Linked DNA regions of Zea mays: region 2 is linked to region 1. The links are chromatin contacts, called in public Hi-C maps. All regions are on one chromosome and are shown on one strand. Each heading gives the region's core, a stretch centred on a gene start, on an enhancer-like site or on the middle of the called end of the contact. The rest is flanking DNA. Distances are from core to core; before and after follow the strand shown. Region 1 holds the start of LOC100192647 (sterol methyl transferase 2). Region 2 holds the start of LOC100286089.

Evidence for each region. A called contact is a pair of places that touch in the nucleus more often than the background predicts.
Region 2: a Hi-C map of leaf shows a contact between it and region 1, with 7 times the contacts expected there. The contact joins the promoter of LOC100286089 here to the promoter of LOC100192647 in region 1. A contact is called at or near these places in 3 of 25 Hi-C or Micro-C datasets (ear and leaf).

The regions. Positions count from the first base shown.
Region 1 is chr1:7,978,683-7,985,307 of Zm-B73-REFERENCE-NAM-5.0, reverse strand. It overlaps LOC100192647 (sterol methyl transferase 2), which reads right to left and starts at 3,948. Exons shown (of 1, transcript NM_001137859.2): 1 at 2,199-3,948. The coding sequence starts at 3,624. The coding sequence ends at 2,509.
Region 2 is chr1:8,224,222-8,230,846 of Zm-B73-REFERENCE-NAM-5.0, reverse strand. It overlaps LOC100286089, which reads left to right and starts at 4,160. Exons shown (of 5, transcript NM_001414391.1): 1 at 4,160-4,625; 2 at 4,933-5,369; 3 at 5,792-6,159. The coding sequence starts at 5,048.

The DNA of each region.
Region 1 (6,625 bases), core at 2,699-5,198:
AGGATTAAACACAAAAAAAATGCGGGTGATTTGTTTCGTGAGTTTCGGTTCCAAAGAACTTACTCTTCGTTGAGGATTCCATAAAGGACGTATCTATTTCAACCATTTTCCTCTCTCAAACGGTCACCAAAACCATTGAGCAGTTCATAGAATGTGAAGTGCATTGAACTTAGAGTCTAAGGATACAACACCTCAAAAGAATACGTAAAATACTCCTACAAGACTTACAAATAATAAGCTCAAGTCTAAGACACAAGACCAAAAGAGCCCCAAAAAGATAGAAGATTTAAGAAGTGAGCTATTAGCTGCCGCACCAGTGACTTGTGTCTTCAATATGCTAGTTGGGAGTATTTATAGCAACCACCCCACATAGTCGATGGAGCTAAGTGAAGAAATTCGCACGTTTATGTGTCACACCAGACCGTGAATAGTGTCGATCCGGACGCGCACCGGATCCCTATCAGTTTGTTGCTGACATGTGCATCAGACCATCACCACATCAGCAGAGCCATTAGAGAAGCAGTTGACTGTTGAACCTGTTAAACAGTCTGGTAACTCATCGGACAGGTCTGACCCACCAACCTATAATTAGCCCCAAAAAAAACTCTCTGGAACTTCGGTTTGACGACCCACCGGTCCGGTTCAGTGCTCCAGACGCCTTGCGATTGCAGAACCCTCTGCGCACTCGGTCCGGTGCACCTCTGTATAGAACAACTTGGGCAAACTTTGGCATATCTTCTTCAAACGAGTTTAGATGTACTTAGAGTGTTTCTATTACTTAAACAAATATATTTAGTGACTTTTTAACTAGTCTAATTGATAAAACATTGTTGTTTAATTTTCTTCAACTCATATTCCTGCTGTAGCTCAAAATCGTCCCAAAAGAGTGAAATGTTGAAACTGAAATATTGCTAGTTTTTAGGGGTATTTAGAAGTTTATCCAAACTATAGAACTATTGGTGGTTTATCTATTATAAGTTTTATCCTTTTTTGGTTTAATTTAAGTTGATTATGACTTGAAAACTGAATTGTTCAATTTATGAAGATGTGAATTAAAACTTAGATAAACTACTCGGTCCGAATAACTTTGATGTTCATCAAACACAAAAATCGATATATAAAATGGTTTAGAGTCATTTCACTAACGGTATAGACAGACCCGTGCTAAAAAAAAGAGAGAGACAAGATTAGGAGGAGCATCAAATTCAATTGGAAATAGTATCCGAACTCGTGAAAGTAGTAGCATAGGTCCAGTAGCCCGACATAAACCTGCAAACGTCGTTCTTTTTGCTCTCCCTGCACATGCCACCGCCCTTCCTCTGACAGCGACCGATCCTGCACGCCGCTGACACGATGCGATACAGGCCCCACCACCCGCACCCATTGCCACGCCGCACCTAGAGTCCTACACGCCCGTCCGTCCCCACTGCCCCGTGCCCCCAACGGATATTTTCTCCGCTCCTCTCCTCGTATCCACCCGTCCCTACTGCCTGATCGGACTAGTGGCGCGCGCGGGAGGGGCCACGATCCACGACCGCGCGGAGAAAGGAAAGCAAAGCAAAGCAAAGCCAGCTTTTTCCGACCCTGCGTGGTGCAGAAAAGAAAACGGTGGCGCGCATCGCATCGGCCTCCGTGACGCGCTCACGTGCCCGGCTTGTCCGCATCCCCTTCTTTTGTGTTTGGTTTTCAGGAATAAAATAATTCTAGGTGAAATATTAGTGTGGCATTTTAGTAGGTAAAGGCTCGTACACAAATTTATTCTATTAGGAAATATAGGGTCTTGATCAAGGTTTAACTCGCACGCGCAGGTCAGATGGCTTCAAGCTCGAGATCGTCAATAGATAAAATATTAAGATCGTTGGATGCAAAAGAGTGTCATCCCATCCCACTTAACAGATGGTCCCACGGAACCATCCCTATCTCTCAACCTACTGCTCCAAATGTAAACAACATTTCAGATCCGATCTCGGGCCCCAGTTGCCATAGAGGACGAGATAGCTCGTGACACCCAGACACGCCGCTCTTTCTCTCGCAACTTGCAAGCTGGACCACCACTCGCAACTTGCAGATAATCTAAAGTTTTTCGCCCCTTTTTCACCGGGGCCGGCCCGTGGAAAACGGAACAAGGGTAGCAGATCTCACCAAGCATAAAAGCAAGCAGGTAATAACAATTAGGTTAGAGAGTTCAATTCCAATGTACTCTTAGCAGACAAAACATGGCTTATGATGATGATAGATTATAGATGGATCTCCACGATCAAGCAAATTTAAATCCCGACCTCGTCCCCAACGGAATAATCCGTCCACCAGAAAAACAAAAAAAAATAAAAGTGAAAGCTACGAAGAAGAATGGGGACAAGGAAAAAAAAAGAGTAAACGAGACAAGCATGGTTCCTAGTAGTATCTTCTTCTTCTCTAACAGATGAAGTTTTCACTTGTTCAAGTCGCCGAGTAGCTCGCTCTTCTTACCTCTGCTGCTGCTTCTGCCAGGTTATTTCTCTTAAAACACTATTTGGCCTCCTCCTCGGTGGATGCGGCGGCGGGCGGCTTGCGGAGGAGCACCATGTGCATGGGCGTGAAGATGCCGGTCTCGCCGCCGCGGGTGAGGTGCTGCGCGGTCTCGTACAGCATCTCGTGCACCTCGGAGACGCCCTTGGGCGCGATCCGGAGCAGGGTGAGCACGCGGACGACGATGGAGTTGCGCCAGTAGGCGATGCGGCCCATCTTGAGGCGCGTCCACCAGGGCAGCGCGGGGGGCAGCGCCAGGTCCTGCTCCTTGAGCACCTCGAAGCCGGCCTCCTTGGCGATGGCCGCGATCTCGTCCTGGCGGCGGAGCCCCGGGAGCGCGTCGCCGCGCTCGATGCCGTGGACGCACTCGACGTGGCCCGGGTCCTCGGCGTGGTACAGCGGGGTGGTGACCCACTCGTAGGAGACGTAGAGGCGCCCCGGCTTGAGCACGCGGTAGACCTCGCCGTAGACGTCCTGCAGCCTGGGCGCGTGGCAGGTGGCCTCGATGGAGTAGGCGCCGTCGAAGGACGCGTCCGGGAAGGGCATGGAGAGGAAGTTGCCGCAGACGACCTCGCAGCGGGGGGAGTCGAGGCCGGCCTTGCGGTTGTGCGCGCGGGCGCGCTTCACCTGGTACTCGTTGATGGTGATGCCGACGACGTCGGACCCCGAGTGCGCGGCGATGGCGCGCATGGGCCCGCCGACGCCGCAGCCCACGTCGAGGAGGCGGTGGCCCGGCCGGGCGCCGAGGAGGTCGGCCACGCGCTCCTCGTGGACGCGCGTGGCGTCGCGGTGGGAGCGGCCGGGCAGGGACGGCGAGAAGTGGAACGACTGGCCCCAGCCCCACTCGTAGATGTCGGTCACCAGGTTGTAGAAGGTGTCCACGAAGGCCGGCACCTTCTCCGCCGACGCCGCCGTGGTGGCCGTCTCCTTGGGGCGGCGGAAGAAGGACCAGTACTGGGTGTACTTGTCCTGCACCTTGTCCCGCGTGATGGATCCCATCTTGAGATCCACCGCCCGCTTGCCCTTCACCTCCGCCGCGCCCATCACCCACACGAACCAGTACACCAGCCCCGCCCCGACCACCGCCGCCGTCCACGCCATCGTCGCCGCCTCCATTCCAATTTCCAACCCGAGGAAGGGGGACGAGGAGGAGGAGGAGGAGGAGAGGGAGAAGAGGAGATGAACAGGAGGACGTCGGGGGATTTGGCTGGGCTCTAGGAGGATATAGCAAGCGGGGCAGAGCGCGCGTGAGCAAGGTGATTTTTTTTTTTGGTACTACTGTATACTAGTAAAGTAATAGCGCTGAGTGCGGCGCAGATGAGGGGTGCTGAGAGCCTGCGATCTGATCGGACGGCTGCGCCGAGACCAGTGCGGATGCGTCAGGGGACGCGCGGCCCGCACCCCGCAGGGTTTGCGGCTGCCGAGTTATTTTTTTATGAGATGAAGGGTCGTGGCCGTGCCGTGCCAAGATGCGCGTGCGATGGAGAGGGAGGTGGAAGAAACGAGGAGGGAGGAAAGTTTGGGGGCGGTGGGCTCCAGCCAGCCAGATTGTTTTCGGCACGGGGCGCCGGGGCCACGACGCGGGCGCTCGGCTCAGCTCGGCTAGCTCGCTGGCAGTCTGATGAGACCCGGTTGGCATGGACAGCCTGCCATGTGTGCCGTACGTGGGCCTTGGTCCTTTCGTCGACCCCGCCGGCCGCCGCCTCCACTCCACGCACAGTTGCCTTCGCCTATCTCTTTCTTCACCTCCCGCTCGCGTCGCTTCAGATAATGTTTCTTTGAGAGAAAAAGGTTGCTGACAAACCGCATGCGTCCTGCGGTGGTGAGTGAGTGGTCGTCTCATCCTTGACTAGACGATCGAATTCGTTGCAGGCGGCGACTGGACAAAGATCGAGAGGAACGCAACAAGTGCTGTATACAAGTATTTACAAGTTATAACCAGCCATATACAGACAACGCATAGTTGGATAGTTACGTATTAGGCAGCTTATATATACACATAATTATATTCAAATTTTACTATGTAAACAGTATAGCTTATAATGCAAAACTAGTTTTAATAAACTATGAATATAAGCGTGGATAATCATCTATAAGACCAATTGTGTTATGACTTGGTTTCTCTTCCAAGTGTTGTAAACAAGTATTTACAAGCCATAATCATAACTTCTCTGTAAAATAGCCATCTACAAACAAAAGATAGTTGGATGCTTACGTGTTAGACTATCTAACAACAGCTTATATATACACATACCTATATTCAAACTTTACTACGTAAACGGTACAGTCTGCAATGTAAAACTGTACAAAACGGTAGTTTTAGGTAAACTATGGGCTACAGACGATCTTACGTTGCGAGCTCATGCGCACTAGCTACAAATCCAAACTACATTGATGCAAAAATATGAGGGGTGTGTTTATACTTGCTAGTATCCATGTTGCAGCACTGCTGGCGCCAGGCAACCTTACATGGAGGCCAGCCAATCAGGCTTTTTTTTACTCACATCAATTATGCTACCAGCCAGTACATGCGCCATGTGCACACAATCAGTTTGTTTCCCTCAAGCCAGGTTACATGCAGTTGTTGTGTTGTTCTAGCCAAAACCTAGCTGCCAATTGGCACAGTGTGAGCTAAGACCAAATGAAATTGATTTTATTCTCGTTTTCACCCGAAGGGGCTAAGGTCCCGCTTGGAGGACTGGAGATTCTAAAAAAAATCTATATTATCTAAGCTGAAGTGGATTATATATGAGATTCTAGGATTCAAACGGACCTAAGGTTTGATTTGGTGACAAGGGGATCCCGGGAGGATTAGAGGGAATTGAGGGGGAAATGAACTAATTTTCTCCTCAATCCCCTCCGATACTCCCGGGTCACCAAATCAGCTCTAAAGGTGTGGTCTAATAATTGCCTATACCATTCGTATTATCGTAAGCCATACTAGTTGTTTTTTCCCTAGCAACCTTCCTCGTGAGATCAATGGAGGACTTCAACTTTTATGGTATATATACAACAACGCAGGCTCACTGGCTTCTTTCGGTTTAATATGTCAAGACCCACTTTCCTTCTCCCATTTTTTTTATTTTGTCCTTACTAAAAGAGTAACTTACTCCCTCCGTTTATTTTATTAGTCGCGTTTAATTTAAAAATAAATTAGCGGACGATAACTATTCGATAACGGAGGTAGTACTTTTGTGCCTTGTTGATTGCTGGTTCATTAAAGCGTCATTAGACCTTCGAGGTAGCAAAAGCTTGGTGTTGTAAAAGCAGCTCCAATAGTTATATAAATTTTAGCTCTCTACTAGCATCTTCAAGGAACTTTTTATTTTTAACTCTTTGTTTGACTCTCAGTTTACCTCTCCATAAAGATTAAACTCTATATATACATATCATTCTAACAGACTCTCCAACATGCAAGTTAATTTGGCTAGCCAGAGTGGCTATTCAAATTTGGCTAGTGAGGGAGCCAATTTGGACAGCTGGATGACTTAGTGAGTTGAATGGCTAGTCTGTTGGAAAGTAATTTTGCTATTAAAAAGTTAAGCTTTGGTTTGACGAGTCATTTAGCTAGTCTTTTGAAGATAAAGCACATATTTATAAAATTGCTAACTAAATTTGAGAGTCTAAAATTGTGAGGTTTCCAAAAACTCTCTAAATATAGGTTGTAGTTTTGTTTTAATCTGTCGGTACGTAAAGATTGGCAATGAAAGTGTGTGAAGACAGTGGCATATGATGGAGAAAATCAAGGTGTGGCTCAAACAGTGGCACAAGGAAATTCATAGTGTAAATGAAAACAAAAGTACCATATTTATACTATACTTAAAGCACCAGTTTCAACGATCGTCACACGTCATCTTTTTATAAATAACCCCTCACAGTTATTTCAAATTAATCCGTTGCACGCCTATATATGGCTAAACAGCGGCCCAGCATGGGCCATACGCTCGTGGGCCACAACTCTGGCCCATGCACGACATGTCGGTCTGCTGACTGTGATGGGTCAGTCTGTCGAACCATTTGATTAAATCAGCGTAAAATGTTAAAAATCGGATTTTTTTATAAATAACCCTCACAGTTATTTCAATTTAATCCGTTGCACGCCTATATATGGCCAAAC
Region 2 (6,625 bases), core at 2,911-5,410, 250 kb before region 1:
CATCTAGGTCCTCGTCCGCTCATCTCCATCGAAGTCGCAAGTCACGACATTTTTCGCGTGCTAAACACGCCAGTGGGAATCGAACTCTCTACCTCACCCTCGCATGTAGCCTCCTCTGTCGCTCTACCTATCACTTACATCGTGTCTATGTTGCAGTTTTGTTGTCCATATATTAAATTAATCCAAGTATAAATTGACTATTTAAAGATGTAAACGAATTCAAACGAAAAAGTTTTCAACTACAAAGTTTCATAACACTTAAAGTTTTACAACTTAGTTTGGTACTTTTCTCATCCGAGGTCATTTGCAAAATTTGCATTTTAAATTTGGCAAGTTTGATGTAGTTTTTGAGAGCAAAAATAGTTTTCATCTACAAAAATGTATAATTTTTAGAGATCTATATTTTTTATGTTAGTGTTTTTTCATACGAGGTCATTTAAAAAAAGGAACAATTGGATCTATACCATTAAAAGATCTAAACTTTAGATATATACCATGGACCCCACATGTCATTGACTCATGTGGACCCACATGTAAGTGAGATAGTAATGGTATGGATCCAAAGTGGTGATCTTTTAATGGTATGGATCCAAATTTCCCTTAAAAAAACTCAAAAAATTAGGATAAAAATGATTTTTGTGGCATTATTGTAAAGGAATCGTACATAGAAATATGATTTCTATAGACGGCTTTCTTAAGAAATCATAACTAGAAATAACACTGACTCTTGATATATCGAAACCGTCCGTAAAAATTAAATCTCACCGTAATGCTTAGAGTTGTCTTTTTTTCTACTAGCGTCGATCATCGTCATCGTTCGACGGCAAAGTCGGCAGAAAAGCGCTCCGCCTCCGCGGCAAGTCGACAGGGGATGATGCAATCATGCAAGGGAAGGCACAAGAGCTGTCGGAAAGGAGAGGAAAGACCAGCCCCTAGCTTGCTGCTTCTTTCTCATCACACGCTAGCTGAAGCCAGCACACCGCGCGTGCCCATCCCGCAGCTGACGTGCTGTGCCTGTGTACGTTGTCCGCAGCGCAGCTCGAGCTAGCTGCATGCGCCTGGGTCTGCTCTGCTGCTACGTGAGGTGGTGGCCGGGGTGGACGGCGCGCGACGATCGCATGCAATGCAACGCTGTACTCGTCGGCCCGGACGATCCAGCCTGGCATTGCCGCAACGCAACCAACGGAAGGGGAGCGCGACCACCGGACGGACCACGCCACGACATTCGAGGCGAGCGCATAGTGTCGTCGTCGTCGTCCCGTGCGGTTTGGCCGGACGGACTTCTCTGCTGGTGACAACACACGGTGATCGGGCATGAATATGTTCTGTAGACTCACTCTACTACTGTGCAGTAGCTCTATAGGCAGGCAGCGCCTAACACAGTACTGCTCCTCTATTCATAGACTCCACACAGTTGACACGCACACGCATACTCGTACACAGTACAACGGCCTATATATGGACGGTGGCGCGCGGCAGCGGCAAGGACGAGCCGGCCGGTCGTCACGCGTCACTGTCCGATTCTGTTTGCAAGCTGGTGCTCGGAGGCGGTGTTACTTGAGCTTGAGCGCGTGCTCTGCTCGGCTGGGTTTTCTCTCCGCACTGCAGCAGCGTCGTCCGCCGTTCCAGCCTTGCACTGCACCTCGGCCGGCGGCCGGCCAGCGTCCCTGGCGACTAGGAGGACGACAGACAGCAGGACCCATGCATATCCGTCCATCTAGGCCACTGGACACCTGCTGGCAACAAGACACAGAGAGGGCACAGGCCGGGTCCAGCTCCAGTGGCCGAGGAAGGAACCGGCCGGAACATCTCGCATGCATGCGCGCCCGCCGCCCTGTCCCGCACCCGCAGTCGTCTCTACTACTACTCTCCAACGCACGCACGTTTTACATGGCCGGACGAGAGCGACTGCCGACTGAGCGAGCGAGCCCCACGTACGTACTACGTGAGTTGTGACTGGTCGGCGGGTTCGCCGGTCAGGCTGGCGGGGTGGCCAGGCCAGTAGAGGCGGCAGGCGGGCCTCCGAGGGCCTGTCCCGTTGCGCATGCAGATACGACACGGTGCCGGTCCGTGCGACCCCGCGGGCGCACTACGCTACGGGTGGGTGATTGGAGATTGGCCGGGCCTGGCGCGGAGCGAAAGGAAATGCCACCACCAGTCCACCCCCAGCAACCCCCGGCAGCCCCACCCGACAGGCGCATACTAGTCGGCTAGTTGCGCGATTAATTAGGCCAGGACAGCCAGGCATTCGTCCGCGCTGATGGGGCCGCCATGCACGAGACGAGGCTCCCAGTCCCAGAGAGAGGCGCGAGCTGGGTTGGACTAGCTAGCTAGTGCCGGGGTCGGGCTCGGCGTTGGAAGCTGGACCACTCCGCACTGTCACGACCTAACCTGGTCGCTCTCGCCATCAAATCAAAATCCCACACATTTTCTCCCAGACGGCCAGACCCTTTCTTCGCGCACCCCCACTTGACCCCCCCGGCGAGACCGGCACGACGCGCCCCCCGGTGCTCACCGACGCCATGCAGCTCACCGGCGTGGCCGTGCCAAGCGCTTTATATAACCTTTATTACTTCGCTGCTGCCTGCTTGCCTTCGTCAAATCGTCCTAGCTTATAAAAAAGACTGAAAGATCCCAAGTCATGAGAAGTGTTATAAGAGAAATAAAAGCTCATCATTTCGAACTATAACAATAACACTAACTAGCAGTCTAGCAGGACCCACTTTTTCTGAATATTACCCCTCGGTTCTTTTTCGATGTCACGTTATTTTGCTCTAAATTAACTATTTGCATCTTTACCCATCATTTAAATAAAATATAGTTTCATGACACATAAGTCATATATGTCATAAAAATCACACAATCATATTTGATGAGTGACTCGTACAATCTATTTAGGTTAATAATTGTATTCTTACTACCTTATGTGTACTTACTCGCTTCCATCTCCTCTTTCTCGACACAACGTTGTTCCAAGCGGCTCCGGTTACTCCGCTATCGTTTCATTTCCCTCTCTCTAAGTCGGTGCATGTTCCCTCTCCCCATGTCCCCTCCCTTCCATGTCTCTATCCTTCCCGCAACTGTAGTGGATCCTCTCATTTTCTTTCCAGTCATCCCTATCCCAGTTAACTTCATAGCATAGGTGGACTTATACTCTGCCACCTCTTCGTCCAGCGCGACCTCGCGTGCGCTGGTGGGCGTGAATGAGGGGAGGAACAAGAACAACGTTGATATTAGGGCCAAGAGCATGCAGGACGGCGCGGATGTCCCCATCGAGCCAAGAGAGTGGTGGGGTCATCGGGACGCGTCACTAGGCTAGGGACGTCGCGAGGCGGACGGGCGACCCGACGACATGGCGGTTCTATTGTCGCCGTGGGAGAGAGGGAGCCGGGATGGGGAGTGTTGGACCACGTATTAATTATTAATAAATATAACGTTTTATTGCAAAAGTGTTGAAGCACGACAACAGTGGAAACTGGTTCTTTTTATTGTAGTAAATCTAAAAACACAAGTTTTATGTTATTAATATATTTATTTTTAAAACCAATGATTAAAGTTAGAAATATTTCATTCTGCATAAAACCAATACGTGTAAAAATGGAGAGAGAAGAGAGTATGTTGGAATGTATGTGGTTTTCTGCAATATTTGTCGAAAGAACATATATAGTTCATAGGTTACCCAACGTCTGATTTTCTACAATATTATTTGTTAAAAGAGTATGTGAACTACTCCTTCTAGATCTAAATTATAAGTTGTTCTAGACAAGATTTAAATTAACTACAAATAACCATTTTGTTATTTAGTGTCGAAATCTAATAGTCATATGCATCGATTTGTCTCAAAAAGTATTTTTACAAAGCTATAAATGTAATAAGAGTTTATTTATATTTTAACAAAAACTATTAGATAAATCTTTATTTTAAGACCGTGTCGCTGATTTAAATGACTTACAATCTGTATCTGGAAAATGCTGGCGTACATTGCAAGGGCCCTGACTGTGGAAGTATTATTATGGCAGTACAGAAATAATACTTCCACCACCATCAAAATAAGAAAGGCAATAAAAAAGGGTGCTTTTGTTGCAGTGGGTGAATCCAACGTGGAAACTGATTTTAGGGACCGAACGAAGGCCTACGACACCACTGGTCAGTGGTCACACACAAATCAGGATTGGTAGAGCCCATCTCTGCGCCCTGCCTTGCTGGCTCTGACCTCTCCCTCCCTTCCCCTTCCTCGATTGTTCCTCCCCCTTCTTTTATTAGGGTTTTTTTTGTCTCCTTAGATTTGCGCCTGTTCTCACCTGTGCGCATACTAGTCTCTGCATCAGAGAGTAGAGACCTCGGAGCCGATCTTCAACACGCAGATTGGGCAGAGCTGCCTGCCGGAGGGAGAGTGGAGAGAGAGAGAGAGAGAGAGAGAGAGAGAGCTCAAGGGGGGCAAAAGGAGTTTTTTTTTATCCAGCTTGTTAGCTTGATTCTCTTTGATCCGGGAGAGCAGCCGCCAGTCCAACTAATCCTAGCTATTGGTGTGCCGGGGCTTTGATTGTTCTCCAGATCCGAGCCACCTGCTGGGTGGACTCCAGGAATCCGAGCACGAAGTTGACAGGGGAGTTCTCAGGGAAAAGGTGAGCCCTTTTTCTTCTCCCTCCCCATCCGTCCACCGTTGCTAAACTGTCCGACCGCCACTGGAGTAATCGTGTAGTCTTAGGTCCGACTGTTAAGCTTCAAATTCAACTGTCGCCTCTTGTCCCTTGATCTGTTTCTGCCGCCTACACTGGACGACGCTTGATGCATACGAGATGATGAGTTGGCCGCAAGTTTTCTTGGATCCCAGCATACGATACGATCCACCAGCTTAACCGCATACAAAAATTATTGCCTTTTTTTAAAACTCGTTTTGATTTGATTGCATCTGTTGTTTTAGTTGCGCAGGGGAGGAAGGAAGAGCCTGAAAGGGCGGTGCGGAGAGAAAGACTATAAGAGCGACCTGGGTCCCTTGAGGATGCCGTCAAGAAACCGCGTGGAGAGGAGGGCGATGAGATGAGGGATGCTGGCCGCGGTGATGGACTATTTCAGCTCCTGCTGGGGCCCGCGATCGGGTGACGGGCACAGGGGGAAGGGCCCCGACGCCGCCGGCCGGCAGGACGGTCTCCTCTGGTACAAGGACGCCGGTCAGCTCGTCACTGGGGAGTTCTCCATGGCCGTGGTGCAGGCCAACCAGCTGCTTGAGGACCAGAGCCAAGTGGAGTCCGGATCGCTCTCCCTGGCTGACCCGGGCCCGCAGGGCACCTTCGTCGGCGTCTATGATGGCCATGGCGGTCCTGAGACGTCCCGGTTCATCAATGACCACCTCTTCAACCATCTCAGAAGTAAGGACTCGATATGTCAAAGTTACTTATGATTCCTCTTCTTTTAGCTGCTTAGAGGTACTAATGATGAAGCAATTATCAAGTCCCAACTTTTTCTTGTGTTGCTTTGATTACGGGTAGCATTTCTATGACTACTAGCATGATGCTGATGCTGACTCTGTCTCAAAAGGTGTCTTTGTACTTATTGCCTTCAGAATTGAAATGATAATTGTTTTGGTAGATCTGATTGGTAAACTTGCATATGATGATCGGGATAGGATGGCAGTTGGAATTGTATTAAGGTTATCCCAGAAAAATAAAACACTGATTTATTTAATTATCTAACTTGGTTCTGATATACTGTCTTGACTCTGTATGTAACATTACTTACTCTTAGCTTTCTTAATCTGTTTGATGTATTAAAACTATTTAGTGTTTTCCAGGGTTTGCAACTGAGCACAAGTTTATGTCAGCGGACGTGATCCGGAAAGCTTTCCAAGCAACTGAGGAGGGCTTTCTTTCTCTAGTCAGCAAGGAATGGTCTTTGAAGCCTCAGATTGCTTCAGTGGGCTCCTGCTGCCTTGTTGGTGTAATCTGTGCTGGGACTCTCTATGTTGCAAACCTGGGTGACTCACGTGCAGTTCTTGGAAGGCTTGTTAAGGCAACTGGAGAGGTCGTGGCCATGCAGTTGTCATCGGAGCACAATGCGTGCTATGAGGAAGTTAGACAAGAACTGCAGTCATCACATCCTGACGATCCACATATTGTGGTTCTCAAACACAATGTTTGGCGAGTGAAGGGTCTCATCCAGGTAGACAAAAATATGTACTCTGGATCAGGTTGCTAATTTTTTACTCTATGGTGTACACACGTCTAGCCAATTAGTCTTTGATTTTTTTTGAACTTTTGATGTCATCTATTGCTCTCGTCATAATCCCACTTTCCTCTTTGTGGGGAACCGATAATGACTTTCATATATGCATTATTTCTCACAAGTTAGGTATCAGGTAAGTTCTCATTCCTAGAGCTAAAGTTGTCTGCACGATTTATAGTTATGTCATCGTAGGGTCCATCATCAGCTGTCAATAATCAGTGTGATTCTTGTCATATATCTCAAAATTTCTGTGGATGCTAAGATGTAACTTGTGGTGCAATATAATATGCCACTCACTACCACTCCTCCCCCTTAACCCTCATTGTTCAGCCTTTCATTTTAATGAAAGGTGAAGGTGAGTGCACCAACCATATCTAGGAGCAATGATGTATTTAGTGCTGCT